Regions from separate parts of the Mus musculus genome. Here all the other regions are linked to region 1. The links are chromatin contacts, called in public Hi-C, HiChIP or PLAC-seq and promoter capture Hi-C maps. All regions are on one chromosome and are shown on one strand. Each heading gives the region's core, a stretch centred on a gene start, on an enhancer-like site or on the middle of the called end of the contact. The rest is flanking DNA. Distances are from core to core; before and after follow the strand shown. Region 1 holds the start of Irak1bp1 (interleukin-1 receptor-associated kinase 1 binding protein 1). Region 2 holds the start of Lca5 (Leber congenital amaurosis 5 (human)). Region 3 overlaps Sh3bgrl2 (SH3 domain binding glutamic acid-rich protein like 2). Region 4 has its middle 34 kb from the start of Gm46123. Region 5 holds the start of Sh3bgrl2 (SH3 domain binding glutamic acid-rich protein like 2).

Evidence for each region. HiChIP or PLAC-seq counts read pairs in DNA pulled down with a chosen protein or histone mark. A called contact is a pair of places that touch in the nucleus more often than the background predicts. Capture Hi-C pulls out chosen DNA fragments and counts their contacts.
Region 2: a promoter capture Hi-C map of liver shows a contact between it and region 1, with 2.5 times the contacts expected there. The contact joins the promoter of Lca5 here to the promoter of Irak1bp1 in region 1. A contact is called at or near these places in 3 of 39 promoter capture datasets (the C10 cell line and pre-B cells), 6 of 484 Hi-C or Micro-C datasets (CD4 T cells, muscle stem cells, natural killer cells and 2 more), 5 of 115 datasets of contacts at active chromatin or transcription factors (astrocytes, cardiomyocytes, embryonic forebrain and 2 more) and 2 of 9 other capture datasets (adipose tissue and liver).
Region 3: a contact with region 1 is called in an H3K4me3 HiChIP or PLAC-seq map of bone marrow-derived macrophages, with 7 times the contacts expected there. The contact joins the enhancer-like site here to the promoter of Irak1bp1 in region 1. A contact is called at or near these places in 4 of 39 promoter capture datasets (the C10 cell line, liver and pre-B cells), 1 of 15 datasets of contacts at CTCF or cohesin (pro-B cells) and 3 of 115 datasets of contacts at active chromatin or transcription factors (bone marrow-derived macrophages, embryonic forebrain and large pre-B cells).
Region 4: a CTCF HiChIP or PLAC-seq map of pro-B cells shows a contact between it and region 1, with 11 times the contacts expected there. The contact joins the enhancer-like site here to the promoter of Irak1bp1 in region 1. A contact is called at or near these places in 2 of 39 promoter capture datasets (the C10 cell line and pre-B cells), 1 of 15 datasets of contacts at CTCF or cohesin (pro-B cells), 4 of 115 datasets of contacts at active chromatin or transcription factors (astrocytes, bone marrow-derived macrophages, large pre-B cells and 1 more) and 2 of 9 other capture datasets (adipose tissue and liver).
Region 5: a contact with region 1 is called in a Hi-C map of muscle stem cells, with 1.9 times the contacts expected there. The contact joins the promoter of Sh3bgrl2 here to the promoter of Irak1bp1 in region 1. A contact is called at or near these places in 6 of 39 promoter capture datasets (the C10 cell line, hippocampal neurons, liver and 1 more), 1 of 484 Hi-C or Micro-C datasets (muscle stem cells) and 3 of 115 datasets of contacts at active chromatin or transcription factors (astrocytes, bone marrow-derived macrophages and stem cell-derived neural progenitor cells).

What each region holds. Positions count from the first base shown.
Region 1 is chr9:82,828,456-82,831,155 of GRCm38.p6, reverse strand. Irak1bp1 (interleukin-1 receptor-associated kinase 1 binding protein 1) reads right to left here and starts at 1,350. Exons shown (of 4, transcript NM_022986.4): 1 at 817-1,350. The coding sequence starts at 1,128.
Region 2 is chr9:83,439,762-83,442,461 of GRCm38.p6, reverse strand. Lca5 (Leber congenital amaurosis 5 (human)) reads left to right here and starts at 1,363. Exons shown (of 8, transcript NM_027448.2): 1 at 1,363-1,553. The region is part of intron 1 of Gm2087 (predicted gene 2087); the gene reads right to left.
Region 3 is chr9:83,563,023-83,565,722 of GRCm38.p6, reverse strand. All of the region lies in intron 1 of Sh3bgrl2 (SH3 domain binding glutamic acid-rich protein like 2), which reads right to left. Among named protein-coding and RNA genes, the nearest start is that of Gm39384, 8.8 kb to the left of the region's middle. Within about 2 kb of position 1,367, at least 104 of the 459 cell types and tissues checked have an H3K27ac peak or open chromatin away from gene starts, as enhancers often do. A contact at or near this core is called in bone marrow-derived macrophages, where this site is marked.
Region 4 is chr9:83,384,089-83,386,788 of GRCm38.p6, reverse strand. No RefSeq gene overlaps it. Among named protein-coding and RNA genes, the nearest start is that of Gm46123, 34 kb to the right of the region's middle. Within about 2 kb of position 1,323, at least 19 of the 459 cell types and tissues checked have an H3K27ac peak or open chromatin away from gene starts, as enhancers often do. A contact at or near this core is called in pre-B cells and pro-B cells, where this site is marked.
Region 5 is chr9:83,546,933-83,549,632 of GRCm38.p6, reverse strand. It overlaps Sh3bgrl2 (SH3 domain binding glutamic acid-rich protein like 2), which reads right to left and starts at 1,295. Exons shown (of 4, transcript NM_172507.5): 1 at 1,130-1,295. The coding sequence starts at 1,174.

The DNA of each region.
Region 1 (2,700 bases), core at 101-2,600:
ACACGCCTAAGAGTCGCTGTGTGGACATTTTTGCCCCATTCGTTAAAAGGAGGGAGGCTTAAGGTGCGACCTATTTAGTGATTTGTTCCACAGACATGTCTAGAAAGTAGAAATATTTCACCTATGACACCTACATACATTGACTTAAAAAAGTTAAAACTAAAAAGGTGGAAAATTTGGGGTAGGCGATCATTATAAACCATAAATAGATGCTAATAAGTACATTGAAGAGCCACTCCACACAAACCTTTGATTGGATGGAAGCAGTTCAGGCTCCTCACCGACCTATTTCAACATGCAGAATAAAAACTACCAAAGTGTGTGTATGGGGAGGGGGGGTGGGGGGAGGGGGGAGGAGAAGGTTCAACATTCTACTTATGCAAACATTTACATGTAATTTTTCAAAAAAACATTTCATCACTCTAATCTTAATAACAAAACCACTGTAGCAAACATCACCAGATAAAAACCTACCCAACCACGGGCGTGGTGGCGCACGCCTTTAATCCCAGCACTGGGGAGGCAGAGGCAGGCGGATTTCTGAGTTCGAGGCCAGCCTGGTCTACAAAGTGAGTCCAGGGCAGCCAGGGCTATACAGAGAAACCCTGTCTCAAAACAAAAACAAAAACAAACAAACAAAAACCCTACCCAACCTGCATTCCTGATTTCAAGTTCGCTGCGGCCCATAACGGCTTTCATCTAGATTCTAGAAGGAAAGGTCAAACATCCATTGCGCCCTAGAATGGATCCTGCGGTAACAAAGCATCCCCAAAGGTACAGAGTCACCCGCTCTGCACCCCGTCTCGGAAGTCTCACCTGAAACCCCTGCTGCTGGAGGCTCTGCGTGATGTAGTCCAGGCGGCGACACACACTCTTCTTGGCCTCGGCCGACACCTCCTTGGTGCTGCTCACTCGCACGGTCACCAGCGCTCGGTCGGGGCTGGCGGACACCTCGGCCGCGCCGCTCACGTGGACCTCACGGGCTCCGGGGTGGGCCTCCGCGACGTGGGGTCGGCGGCCGATCGGCTGCGCCTCCGCGGCCGAGATCGGATGGTTTTCCCGGCCCCGGTCAGCCCAGGGAACCAGTTCCATGAACACCCGCGATGCAGGGGCGGGTTGCAGCGACATAGCTGGGGCAGCTGTGTTGCCATAGCAACGCCAGGTTGATGGCGGGGAGTGACGTTTAGCTGCCGCGCGCTTGCTAGTCCGCGCGGAGGATGCCGGGATGGAGGCGCCGCTGCAGCGTGGAGACCGGGTTTTCCCCCAGGGAAGGAGGCCTGCACACATTTTAAATAGTTACCTCCTCATGGCCTGCAAGAACCGGAGCTGTCTGTCCTGCCCTCGCGGTCAGTGATCACGGGCCTTCCACGTGACCAGTCGTTCTTCTCCCCTCCCCCTGGGCCGCCTCCATCCCTCAGTCCGCATGGGGATGAAGGCTCTGCGTTTCCAACGTGTGTGATCCCGGTAGCCCTTTCTTCCCGAATTTCACGGTGCCGGGGCGGCCTCCTTCTTTGTGAGACTCCGGTGGTCTTACCCGCAAGTGCAAGTACTTGTTTGGTTCGTGAGGAGTTTCTCTTCAAATAAACTACGTTTTGCTCGTGAGAGTTTGGACACTATGGGGATCCTCGAGTGCGTTTTTTTCCAGGACACTGTTGATTTTTTTCCCCCACAACTGCTGTTTGTTTATTAGAGGCCCGCTGAATGTAGAGTGTTGGCATGTGGAAAGACAGAGAAAACGGGGGGGTGGGTGGGGGTGGGTGGGATGTTGTTCGTCATAGCTACAATCTTTAGAAAGAGTGTCAGTGTCAAATTCTAAATGTCTTGGAGTAATTCTGGTCTTGAGCCTGGACATCAGCGTGAGCAATGACAGGCATGTCATGTACTTGTCTGTTATAGCTTCCTCTTCCCCTTTTGGAGACAGGGTCTCAGTATGTAACCCCGACTGGCCTGGAATTTACCTTGTTGACCAGACTGACCTCGAGCTTGCAGAAATGCAAGGTTTCGACCCATTTCTTGACAGCCATTATAATGAAAAGCTGTACGTGCCCTCTCCAAGCCCTCCTATTATAGTAATTTTCCTCAGCACACCCTACTGTCTCTCTTTTCTTTCCTCTTTCCCCTTCCCCGCTTCTCCCTCTGCTCTAGAGTGCTGGGGTTCAAACCACACCTGGCCTATAGTCATTTTCTTAATGTCTTGGTGATGACAGCTCGTCTGATTCCTGTTAGAATTTTATTAACAGAATGGGAGGAGAAAACCTTGGGGGCAGGGATGTAGGAAGTAGTTTTTTATAGGAACTTGAAAAAGTCTATAGTCTTTGTGATTTTTCCTCAAATTTTTAAAAAACCAGTATTTTAATTCAATAATTTAGCTAGATCAAGTGGTAATCTCTTTGTTTGGTCCATCATTAGGTCAACATAATTGTTTAGTTTGAAACTTATTGTCAGATAAGAATTATATATATGTATATATGTGTGTATATATATATATATATATATATATATATATATATATATATAATTATAATTTAAGAACTTTCCACCATATAACCATATATGCATACAGGCATATATGCATATTTTACAACTCTAGGCAATGAAAATACCTTTTAAAATTGGAGGAATTTCTTTGTTCTTTTTGGTGGACCGCAGGGATTGAACTGAGGCCCCCAGGCTTGGGATCAAGTACCTTTGTCAGCCGAG
Region 2 (2,700 bases), core at 114-2,613, 610 kb before region 1:
CTGTGAGACTAGAATACAAACCCAGAGTGCCCAACTGTGATTAGGATTCATCCCCAAACACAATCTTTACAAACGGCAGTTAAATATTTAATGCAGTTAAATAGTTTCAATTAGTAAAAATATTAAAATGTGGTTTGGTAGCTTCAGTTCTTTTTTCCTGGAAAGCTGTAACCTGTGTAGTACACAGTGAAGTGAAATGGTATAATCAGAAAACTGAAGTCCTAATAAAAATGGCAGATCAAAGTCATGCCATGTAGAAAGGTGAAGTTATCATCACACTTGGGACAAATCTTTAAAACATCAATTTGGTAAAACTGGCTTTGAGGAACTATAAATTATTTTGGTTATTTTTTTTCAAGGTCAAATAAAGTAATTGTTATCTCTGATAGAGTAACACTGTGTGGTGTAATAAGGACACTGAAAATGTTATACACAATTAGGTATTTTGTTTGGGAGATTTCTAAAATTTTAGATACTTTTTTGACTTGCCAGTAATGCTATTACCCTGTTAGAGAAATGCTCTAAAGATGCTAGATTTGGAAGTTAATAGCCATGTGGTTCTATCCTGATCTCACCGCTTACTACCCCCTGAATCTATTTTCTGGAGTATAAATGACAGCAGGCTTCAATCGGGAACTGAACAGTCTTATTAAACGGTCTGGATGAGAAGCTCAGAGAGCGTCAGAGCCCCCGTGGAAAAGATTTTCTTTATAGCTTCTTTACCTACTGCAATTAATACTGCTTAGTGTGCACTGTCAAGTTTAAAAGAAAAATTAGCCATCTAGCTGCCCTTAGCCCACTGTCATGCACTTCAGAATATTTCCTTTAAAAACAATTCTTTGAAAACATAACGAGAACAAACGTGTTCTCATTATCCTTTAGCCCCAGATTTCCTTCAGAACTTAAAAATCATGCGCAAGCCATATTCAAGATGTGTTATCTCAAGAAAGTCCAGAACCCAGGCAGCAGTATCATGAAAATATCAAGTCCACACCCTCCTACACATCAATTTCAGCGGAACCAGAAAAGTACATTGATTTCTTTATAACGAAATCCAAAATATTCAGAAAAAAATAGGGCCGGTTTCCAAGGGTTTTGTCCACAGACCCTTTCTGGAGCCGGCGTCCCTCTATGAGAAGGGTTGGCATTCTTTCGGTCTGTCCTGGGTGCTGGGCTCCGTGCAACTGTCCTCGCGGGTCGCGGTTCCCCGCCTCACCGGCCCACCAATGGTTGATGCCTCTCTCCTCGCCATCCCGCCTTCCGATGCCACAATAACCAATAGAAATGAACGTATGGAGTCCAGTAACCAATGGGAACTGGGGGAGGCGGAGGCCGGTCCTCCCGCGGTGCAAGCTGGGCTTCTGCTCCGTTGCCCAGGAGCCGAAGCCGCCGAGCCGCCGCCCGCAGCCGTGGTCCCTACAGTGAGTGAGTTCAAACTCCCCGCAACCGCAGTCTGCAGCGTCCGGGTACTCTAGGTCTCGGACCGTAGCTGTCGGTCGGACTCGGGGATCGGCCGATGATCCAGGCAGGAGCAGGAGGTGCCAGCTTGGAGGGTGAGGGGCGGGCCTCGGATGAGAGAGGAGGTCTGCGGCCGGGGGGGGGGGGGGGGGGGGATGGACGTGATGGGGCGGGGCGAGGCGGGGCTGATCGGCGGATGCTTTGGAGAGAAGGAAGAGAAAGTTGAGAGACTGGGATTTGTTAGCCCCCTAAAGCAGAAGGAAAGCATGTGCAGACGGATCCAAAGAAGAACGAAGTTACCAGAAAGAAACCCCTGGAGACTGGTGTAGATCGGGATGGGAAAGGAGGGCGCGCGGAGCCTTTCAGAGACTCTGGAACAGTCTAGGATATTATTGTTAACACTGTCGTTAAAGGGGAGAGACACTTTGGTCCAGGCTGTGGATTATTTTTATACATCATTGAGGGATGGAATGGAACGAATGAAAGTAGTTAGCAAAACCTACCTGTTGGCAGAACTGAGTTGGGGTGGATGCACATGCCTTTTGTTTCGCGCTAGCTGAATAAGGGAACAGTGTTTCCCTGTGTGACCAGTTCACCTGAATGTAAATTCTTAGTCACTTCATGGGCTTGATACGTAATGGTATCTTTTGGTTGGTAACAAGTTGCTAGGGGCTGTATTTTTCCTCCAGAGAAGTGCAGTGAATGGTAGACACATTGTGAGGATTAATTTTACGGAGGTATTTGTACCTATATTTGGGTAAGTGGGGTGGGGGCGGGGTGTGGAGGAAGGTTTTATGAAAGTAAATTTTCTTTTAGGATTGATTAATTGTGTGTGTGTGTGTGTGTGTGTGTGTGTGCGCGTGTTTCCTGTCCTGGACCAGCTCCTGCCTGCACATCTCAATCCCGAAGTTTGAGGGTCTTAACTCTTGGCCCAAGCAGAGTAGGCTTGACCACATACACATGGATGCTCAACCGTGCGTTCAGGATTAGATAGATGTCTTTGGGATCAACAGTCATAACTTAGGGCTTGAGAGCTGATTCAACCGTTAAGAGTACTAACTACTCTCCCACAGGCCCTAGGTTTGATTCCCAGCAGCCACATGGCAGCCCACAACTGTCTGTAACTCCAGTTCCAGGGAATCCTACGCTGTCTTCTGGCCCTTCTAGGTACCAGGAACTGTATCCATGGCACACAGACAGGCGTTCAACAAAACACTCACATAACTAACTTACTAACTAAAC
Region 3 (2,700 bases), core at 118-2,617, 730 kb before region 1:
GAAGAAAGGTGTGGGTGGGTTGGCCTTTACTGTCTTTAAGTTTTCTATCAAGATTACATGTTTACTTCCCGAAGAAAAAAGGCAGCCAGGCATAAAATATGAATTTACGATGCCACTATTTGGAGAGATTCTCTCCGCAAATTATATACAACTCATACATGTGCTTCCTGTTAATTAGAGGATACTGTGTGGAAGAGCTGTTCCAGCAAAATCTGCTAAAATCGTCAAACCCCACCATCGGGAGGAAATCCTGCTGACGACGGTCTTTTCCACAGCAGACTGTAAGACTGCTGCCTGAGGCAGCACCTTCAAAAGGCTTGAGGTGTGGTTCTGCAGCCCTGTTTCTGGAGTTTGCTGTTCCCACCTCTCCCCATCAGTCAACTGGTAACTGTGAGGAGTGACTGAAGAGCTGATTAACAACTATTTACAGCTGAAAGATCACGCGGGGGGGGGGGGACGACAGCAGGCCATTTTCATAATTATATTTTATATACAGTAATTGCAGGCTGTGATATGCTCACGTTGCCACAGAGGGCATAAATTAATGTAATGCACTGAAGTGTTCTAACCCTGCACTGTGTAGACCAGGCTTCTGTTGTGGGTTGGCCACCATCAGCTCATCAGATCCTTCCTCCCTCCTCATGAAGGGAGTCGTCTGGCTTGGCCTCACCATCCCCCTGCCTCAGTCTTCTAGGTGGTAGCATCAGAGGCCAGGGCCACCATACCCAACTAGTGTTACTTCTCGAGGATAACCGACAACCATCAACTTCAGCTGGACACTGGAGGTTTCATTCCAGAGCAAAGTGCCTCCAGGAGCTCTGCTGGCCAGCTCAAATCTCCCCGGGAACTGCCCGCAGGCTACTCTCTGCACTGCAGGTAGACATAATAACCATCTTTGATTTGCAAGTGCTTCTAAATTCTGGTCTCTACATAGAACTTCTCTACATCTTCAGCCTCAGAGTTCTCCATCCCATTTTGATAGTAGACAAATTAAAACCAACAAAAGAGAGAGAGAGACAGACAGACAGACAGACAGAGACAGACAGACAGAGACAGAGACAGTGGGGAATGGGGAAAGGAAGAAAAACTCCATGTCTCAGGACCCCCCCCCCCAAGCTCCTAGGATGTTCTATTTATCGCCCTAGGAAATAAAGAAAAACTCAAGGGCAAAACCAAGGCCTCTCCAATCAGGTCTAGTACAAAGGCTCCCTGGGCTGTAAGGCCAAGACAGCCAGAAGGCATGTACCTTATGAGGAGAGTTACTGAAGCTAGTGACGGGAGCCAAGAACCTCAAGCCCAGCGTCAGAAACACAAGAGGAAGTTTGAATGAACTGCGTCCAGACAAAAAGGGAGTGTCTTGCAGGTTGAAAGGCAGCCGCTGAGTCAAGGAGCAACTCTGCAGGAGGGGGAGAGAGACTGAGGCTTTCTCCATCACATGCTTACTCACCTAACCGCAAAGGCTCTGTATTACTCGATTTTACTTTACACTCTCAGTTTAAAAATCTTTCCGAATACACCACATATGTTCTCTATTGTTGAGCCCAGTAAGCTGAACCCAAATATACCAACCTGATCTAATCTGCTCTGGCACAAGCAGGACTTTCGTTTACATGCTCTGATAGAGCACGCTGACATTCTCAAGAGGCCACTTAGGGGTAAAAATCTGGCTTTCCTATCCACACTAGCCTAAACCCGCGCCCTACAAGTCTACAGATCTGCCCTTACGAATGCAGCAGCCAGCTCTCGGCGCCACTCCGAGTCAGCAGTAGCTCCGAACACTCTGCCTATATAAGCCAGTGCACCCTCCTGGGCAGCTGAACAGGCAGGCCTAAGGGCAGTGAGTCAACTGTGCCTCCCTCCCAGGACTCCAACTTTACCCCAGCAGACTGACACTCAAAAGAAGGAATAATGCAATAAGCTGTCTTCCTAACACAGATTCTTCAAGCCACTTACTTAAGAAGCAGTGAAACAAATCATGTTCCCAAAGCTTTTACGTTTTAAAGCAAACTCGATTTGCAAATTCATTCCTGTTGGTTTTCTGAAGTGTCCATAAACTCTTGATTAGCTTTTTATATACATACATAGAGTGTTTCAGAAACAATTTCAATGTATCCACTCAAATGCCAAATTCTCTACTAGAAAATCTGCAAGAGCTAAAGGCATACAGGCCAGTCCCTGACCCAGAAGAAATTAGAATTCCTATAAATCACAGGCAGAAGGCCCTGAGAGCCACCCTACAGGTGGCATGGTAGGCTGAAATTGAAGAGCCCTCCCACTTTGGACAGCAAGAAGAGAGAGGCAAAGGGAGCGTGGGGAAACAGCCCTGCCCCATGCTTTGAAGAGCGAAGGGAATGGGACTGCATGTCACATAGGGAGTCCTCAGACAAGGTGGAGAGGACCACAGGACCAGCCAGGGTGGAGGAGAAGCCTGGTGTATTTATGGCGAGAGAAAGCTACACAGACAGACCAGAAACAGGTCAGACTGCCCAGGTGCCAGGTCAAGCATCCAGACATTTGGGTGTTAACACTGAGGGCCAATGGGACTCTGCCAGGCCCTCTGACCCTCATACAGAGACTTCATCTCATTAACAGAATGACTTTTTTTCTTTTAAATGGAAACAGAATTCAAAGGGTAAATTATTAATCATCTCATCTCTGTTAATTATCTCTTAGAACCAGGTGCTCACTAGTAAAAGGTCA
Region 4 (2,700 bases), core at 74-2,573, 560 kb before region 1:
TACCTTTAAAGTGGTTTCCTTAAAAATAATTCCTCAGGAGAGCAGGAGAGCTGGCCCTATCCCTCACCCGCTGCAGTACTCGGGAGAGAGGCCCTGCACCTCACTTGGGCAGCACAATAGAGCTGGTGACAAGGGCATGAGCTGGCTGTCAGTGGGCGAGCATGTACAAGGTGGCTTCACAGCTTGTCTGCCCTGTGGTGTCATGGGTGAGGGAGAGATGCCCTCCTCACCCCACCCCTTGCCCCTCATCACCTATGGCAGGCAGGAGAACTGACTCTATCCCTCACCGCACAGCTGGCTCTACTGTCTTGGGTGCAGGTGAGCTGGCCCAAGGGCATGGAAGTGGGAGAGCTGGCTCTGTCTCTTGGCAGCTGCTGCATTGGGTAAGCTATCGGCTGGAGTGCTGGTGTCCTGGTGGTGTGGGTGTGGGAGTGCTGGTGGGCTGACCAGTTCACATGCCACCTACACCCACATGTAGGGCTTTGAATGTACTCACCCCAACATCTACCCCAAATATGAATTGCTGGAGTGTGTGAAGGGGCTGGTCCTACAGGTCCAAGGCTGCAGGAGCTCCATGACATAAGGTGACAGCAGGATATCAAGATAAGTCTGAATGAGGGTCCAGTATTGATAGTGTAGCAAAAGCCAGAGACCTTGAACTAGACCAGTGATTCATTGCAGTAAATGTTTGAAAGCAAAGAAGTGTGGACAAAAGGGTATACTATAGGTCACAGGGACATACTACAGCTTCTACAACAAGATTTTTTTCCTTTGGGGGAGGTACAAGGGCAGAGGGCAGGGAAGGAGACAAGGAGATGGGTGGGATTGGGCTGCATGATATAAAATTCACAAAGAATGGATCAAAAGTTAAAAAAGAATTCCTCATTTTTACTCAAAGCCTCAAAAATGATACCTCAATTCTACAGTTAATGAAGTCACAGGTCCCTCCTATCTTCCTATTAATAGGAAAGGTGTTTGATTTTTGAAGATTTTGGGGGGAAGAAAAGCCATTCTTTTACTCTGAAAGGCTTGATCACTAATCATTTTGCCTCTGTTAAATTTTCCAAGTGGTGTTGAAGACACTTGAAGATATTCCCTGTGGCCTCGGCAGACACCAGCCACTGGGAAACGGAGATGAGATGAAACAAACCTCTCCTTCTACCGACCCATCGGAAGAGCTGCTTGCTCTGAGGGCTTCTGCCTGTCTGTTTCCTGGCTGTGTCTTGCTCCAGTGATCCCCGTTTCCCCTGTCAGCACCACAGATCTCACTCTGTCACCCTCTTACAGGACTCTCTGGACCAGTGCCATCTGTGGTTCAGAACATAGGATAACATGAAAAGACTTGCAGCACTTTCTTGTTCTCCACAGCCCCTAAGCTGAGTCACAAAATCCCCACGTGCAACTAAACTCTTCCTGCTGACTTCCTGAGGATGCTTCTGTAACAGGTGCAAAGGGAAGCACTATAGACTACTGTCCAGTCTAAGCTAGCTTGTTTTGTGTTGCTGTGATGTCTGTAAGCTTCTTGGTACCTTCCTCACCGTGGTGGTTGGGCTCGTCTAAACGACTCACAGCTGTTCAAGCAAACACTGATGTCCTTTCTAAAAAAAGAATATTGTTTGAGAATTTCATAGATGCATATATGTGTTTTCATCCAGTTCCTCTTCCTTCCCCCCTAAGTTCTCCCCTATACACGCCCCCCACAACCACTTTTTCCTAGTGTGATGGAGGATGCCATGTGATGATGGAGAAAGACTATCCTTATGTTCACAACCCAAGGGATACTGAGGACTGTAATGGATCACCACAAGCAAGACAGGAGCTCAACCAGAACCCTTCCAGGGTCCTCAGAAAGCATGTGACCGTACAAACACCTTGATAAAAACTTCAAATCTACACAAATAGAAGGACATACATTTCCGTTTTTTAAAGAAACATTTAAAAATATCTATTTTATATACTGTTGCTTTGTCTGTTTGTTGATGCACCATGTGACCATCTGGTGCCCTTAGACACCAGAAGAGGGCATAGGTTCATCTAGAGCTGGAGTTCCAGGCAGGTGTGAGCTTTGTGGGGCTAGGAATCAAACCTAGGTCGCCTGGCAGAGCATCCAGTGCCTCTTAACCAATGAGTACCTCTTGAAAACATTTTTATTTGACAGATAGCAGTTATACATATTGATGAGCTTCATAAATAATTTTATTCAGGTATACTGTGCCCTTTGAACTCACCCTTATACAGAACATGTTAAAGCCAAGATATTTTTAATGTGGATTTCATAGTGAATTTAGGAATTTTGTATTGAATAGAATTTGACAGAATTTGTGCTGTAAATTATCTAAGAAAAGCCTCAAGAGCAAAATCACCTGGTAATCAGAGACATGGAGTTGGTGAGTACATACTTTGTCTCTACATTTGAAATGAACCATCCAGGTGTCCTATTTTAAAGAAGTACGTTGACAAGGACACTAGGACTTAAAAATATTTAAAGAATGCACTTTTCATCCTGCTGTTAATGAGAGGTAGAGCCAGGGCTTAAGCCCACAGGCGTTTCACCCAGAGCCTTTAAAGCTCGCTCGTCTATAAATACTGCACTCATTCTGTCTGCAAACACTGAGCATCTCATGTGCGCATCTGCCTAGATCGCAGTGCTCAGCCTTGTAAACTGGCGGAAGCAATATCTGCGTTTCTGGACTGAAGGGG
Region 5 (2,700 bases), core at 46-2,545, 720 kb before region 1:
GCTCCTTTTGAAATAATTACCGAAGCTGGTAAGTTCATGGTAAAGACCAAAAGCTCTATAGTAAGGAATTCATTTCAATAAATCTATCTAGGAGATAGTACATTTCATGAGGCTCAGCTTTAACAGGGAAAAATCTTTTAAAGGCACCTATGACTAAGCAATAACAAAAAGGGAGGATTTTTGAGAACCAGGACATGCCTGCACATACAGGTAGGCCAGCATTTTCCCAGCTATTGTGTCCTTGTATCAAAAAAGATTGGGTTAAGAGCTTCAGTAGTTTACGGGGATTTTCCAAGTAGTATTTTATTCCGCCTTCTACCCCACCCACTTAAATTCTAAGACAGTCTGCCTACTGAGCAGGCAACCAGCCAGCCTAAACTTTAAACCAATCATTCTTGTACTTTTTTCTATATCTGATTAAGTAACTGACAAAGTAGATTTTTGGAGATGTAGTTTAACTCTTGGCTAAGGAAATCAAGTCTTAGCAATCACATGAAACATAACTGACACACTACAGGCGCATTACATGTGTCTTAGTATACATGTGCACTATTTCTAGTTATTTAACTTCTTCTAAAGAACAATATTCCTAAAAGAAGTCAACACTCGACAAACAGAGTAGCTAAAAATAGAAAACACAATTTATTCTTAAAATGAAATTTACCACAGCACTGGAGGAACAAGGGAAGGACCATATGTAAAAGTATTTGTAACACCCTAGGCTAAAAAACAACAAAGAAAATAAATTAACTGCGACCTAACAGGACAAGTGTGGTTTGCTCAGGTGTAAAACTAAAAAGGACTTGCTGGGGACGAGAGGATGTAGAGCAATTTTTTAAAATGGGTTTCCTCCAGACGCCAGGTCAGCAAATCAAAGTAGTCTAAACTGCCATAGGAAACATAAGCCGACGGGGTGTCCCAAGTCCGGAACCTCTAAACTCAGCAAAGGGCCCCTGGAGCCGACAGCTGCGGCAGGGGACTGGCTCCCTTGGGTCCCCTCGCCAGTTGCCAGTGCGGGGTGTGTGACCCCTGCGTGTCCACCGGGTCCGAGCCCGGCGGTCACCTGCCCGCGCGTCTCCTACGGGCGCACGCGCTGCGCGTCTCCCGCGATCCCGCCCGCTCGGCTCACCGCCACGAAGCCTGAGCATGAGGCGACGAAGACGCGGACCACCATCCTCTCGCTGCGTCAGGGATCGCCGCTGACTCGGTCACAGAAGTTTAACGCGACTGAGGTAGCTGCCGACTCCCGTGCGACCGTCGGAGAAGACCGCAGCGACGCGTCTGGCTCCCGCCGCTCCGCGGATGAAAGCCCAGCGCCTCCGCCGCGGGCTGAGCGAGAGGCGGGTGGGGCCAGGCGGCCGCGGGGGCTGACGGGAGTTGTAGTTTCCTTGGCGCCCAGAGTGACCAGGCACTGCGCTCCTTCTGTCCGGCGCCTGCTTCACGGGAATTAATCGTACACGCAGGTGGTTTAGGAAGGACCCGGAAGCGGGACAAGCTAATTGGCGGGAAGCCAGTTTACAAGAACACAGCAAACAAGACAAAGGGTTGGGTGGAGGATAGTCCAAGCTTGGGTTTTGTTTGCGGTGGAGACGGGTGGAGCATCCTCTATCAGAAACAGCCATGGAGCTGAGGCGACCCACTGTTTTAGAGACACGCAAAGGCTCGCCCCAGAGACCTTGGCAGTTCACGGGCTTGGACAGGCATGGCAGTGGGTTGAGCTTTTGGTGTTTTGTTTCTCCTGCAACCCTGAAAAACTGTTGAAGAGGAGTGTTGTTATTTTTCCTGGAGGCGGTTTTATTATGTAGCCCAGGCTGGCCTGGAACTCAACTTCACCCTCCCTAGCAGGTATTACAAGCATACATCACCACGCCTAGTTTGCAAAGGGAATCTCTTTGGTAAATGAAACAGGCTTTCACTTTATTCTAAAGACACTGAAAACTGGAAAGCCAAATGAGAACAAGACCGATATTTTATTTTTCTTTGCAAAACTGTAATTGTAGTAGAAAAGAATAAGTACTGATAGAAATGAAAATCCCCCTATCAACATTGGGAATCAGAACCCTCCCTCCCCACCCCCTACCCCGCACAATGCCTTTGCCTCTGTGCACCTACTGATATTTACAGTTGAGCCAAATCTGTGTCTTTTTCGAAATCGCTGTGCATTCCAACGCGGTATCCCAGGAGGATACCATTAAAGAGAAAGCTTTCATGAAGTGGCTAATAGGTTCCGAGTAGTGCTTTAGCAGGTTGTATTGGCTTGGCTAAGGCTCAAGCCACTCCTAGTTTTGTGGAAGTGAACCAGTTTCCCTCACACTACTGTATTTACTTTCTTCATTTCACCAAGGGACTTTAGCAGCGTTCAGGGAATGCTGCTAATTAATTCTAGAGAGAAGAAAATTGTGTGATGAAGTCTCCCACGTTTGCAAGTTTCTGGCACAAATGGTTGCTTGAAGGACTTTGGTTTTTAGACTTACTAATATTTCAAGTTGCCAACCTTTCCTGTGGCTTATGTCTTAAATAGTTTTATTTGTATGTATGCATGTATGTATGTATGTATATTTTTGTTTGTGTAGATCCATTTAGCACAGCATACTTGTGGAGGTCATGGGACAACTTTCTCCTTCTACCGTGTGGGTCAGGATTAGCAGCAAGTGTCTTTACCCACTGAGCCATCTCAGTGGCCCCTTCATTGCTTATCTT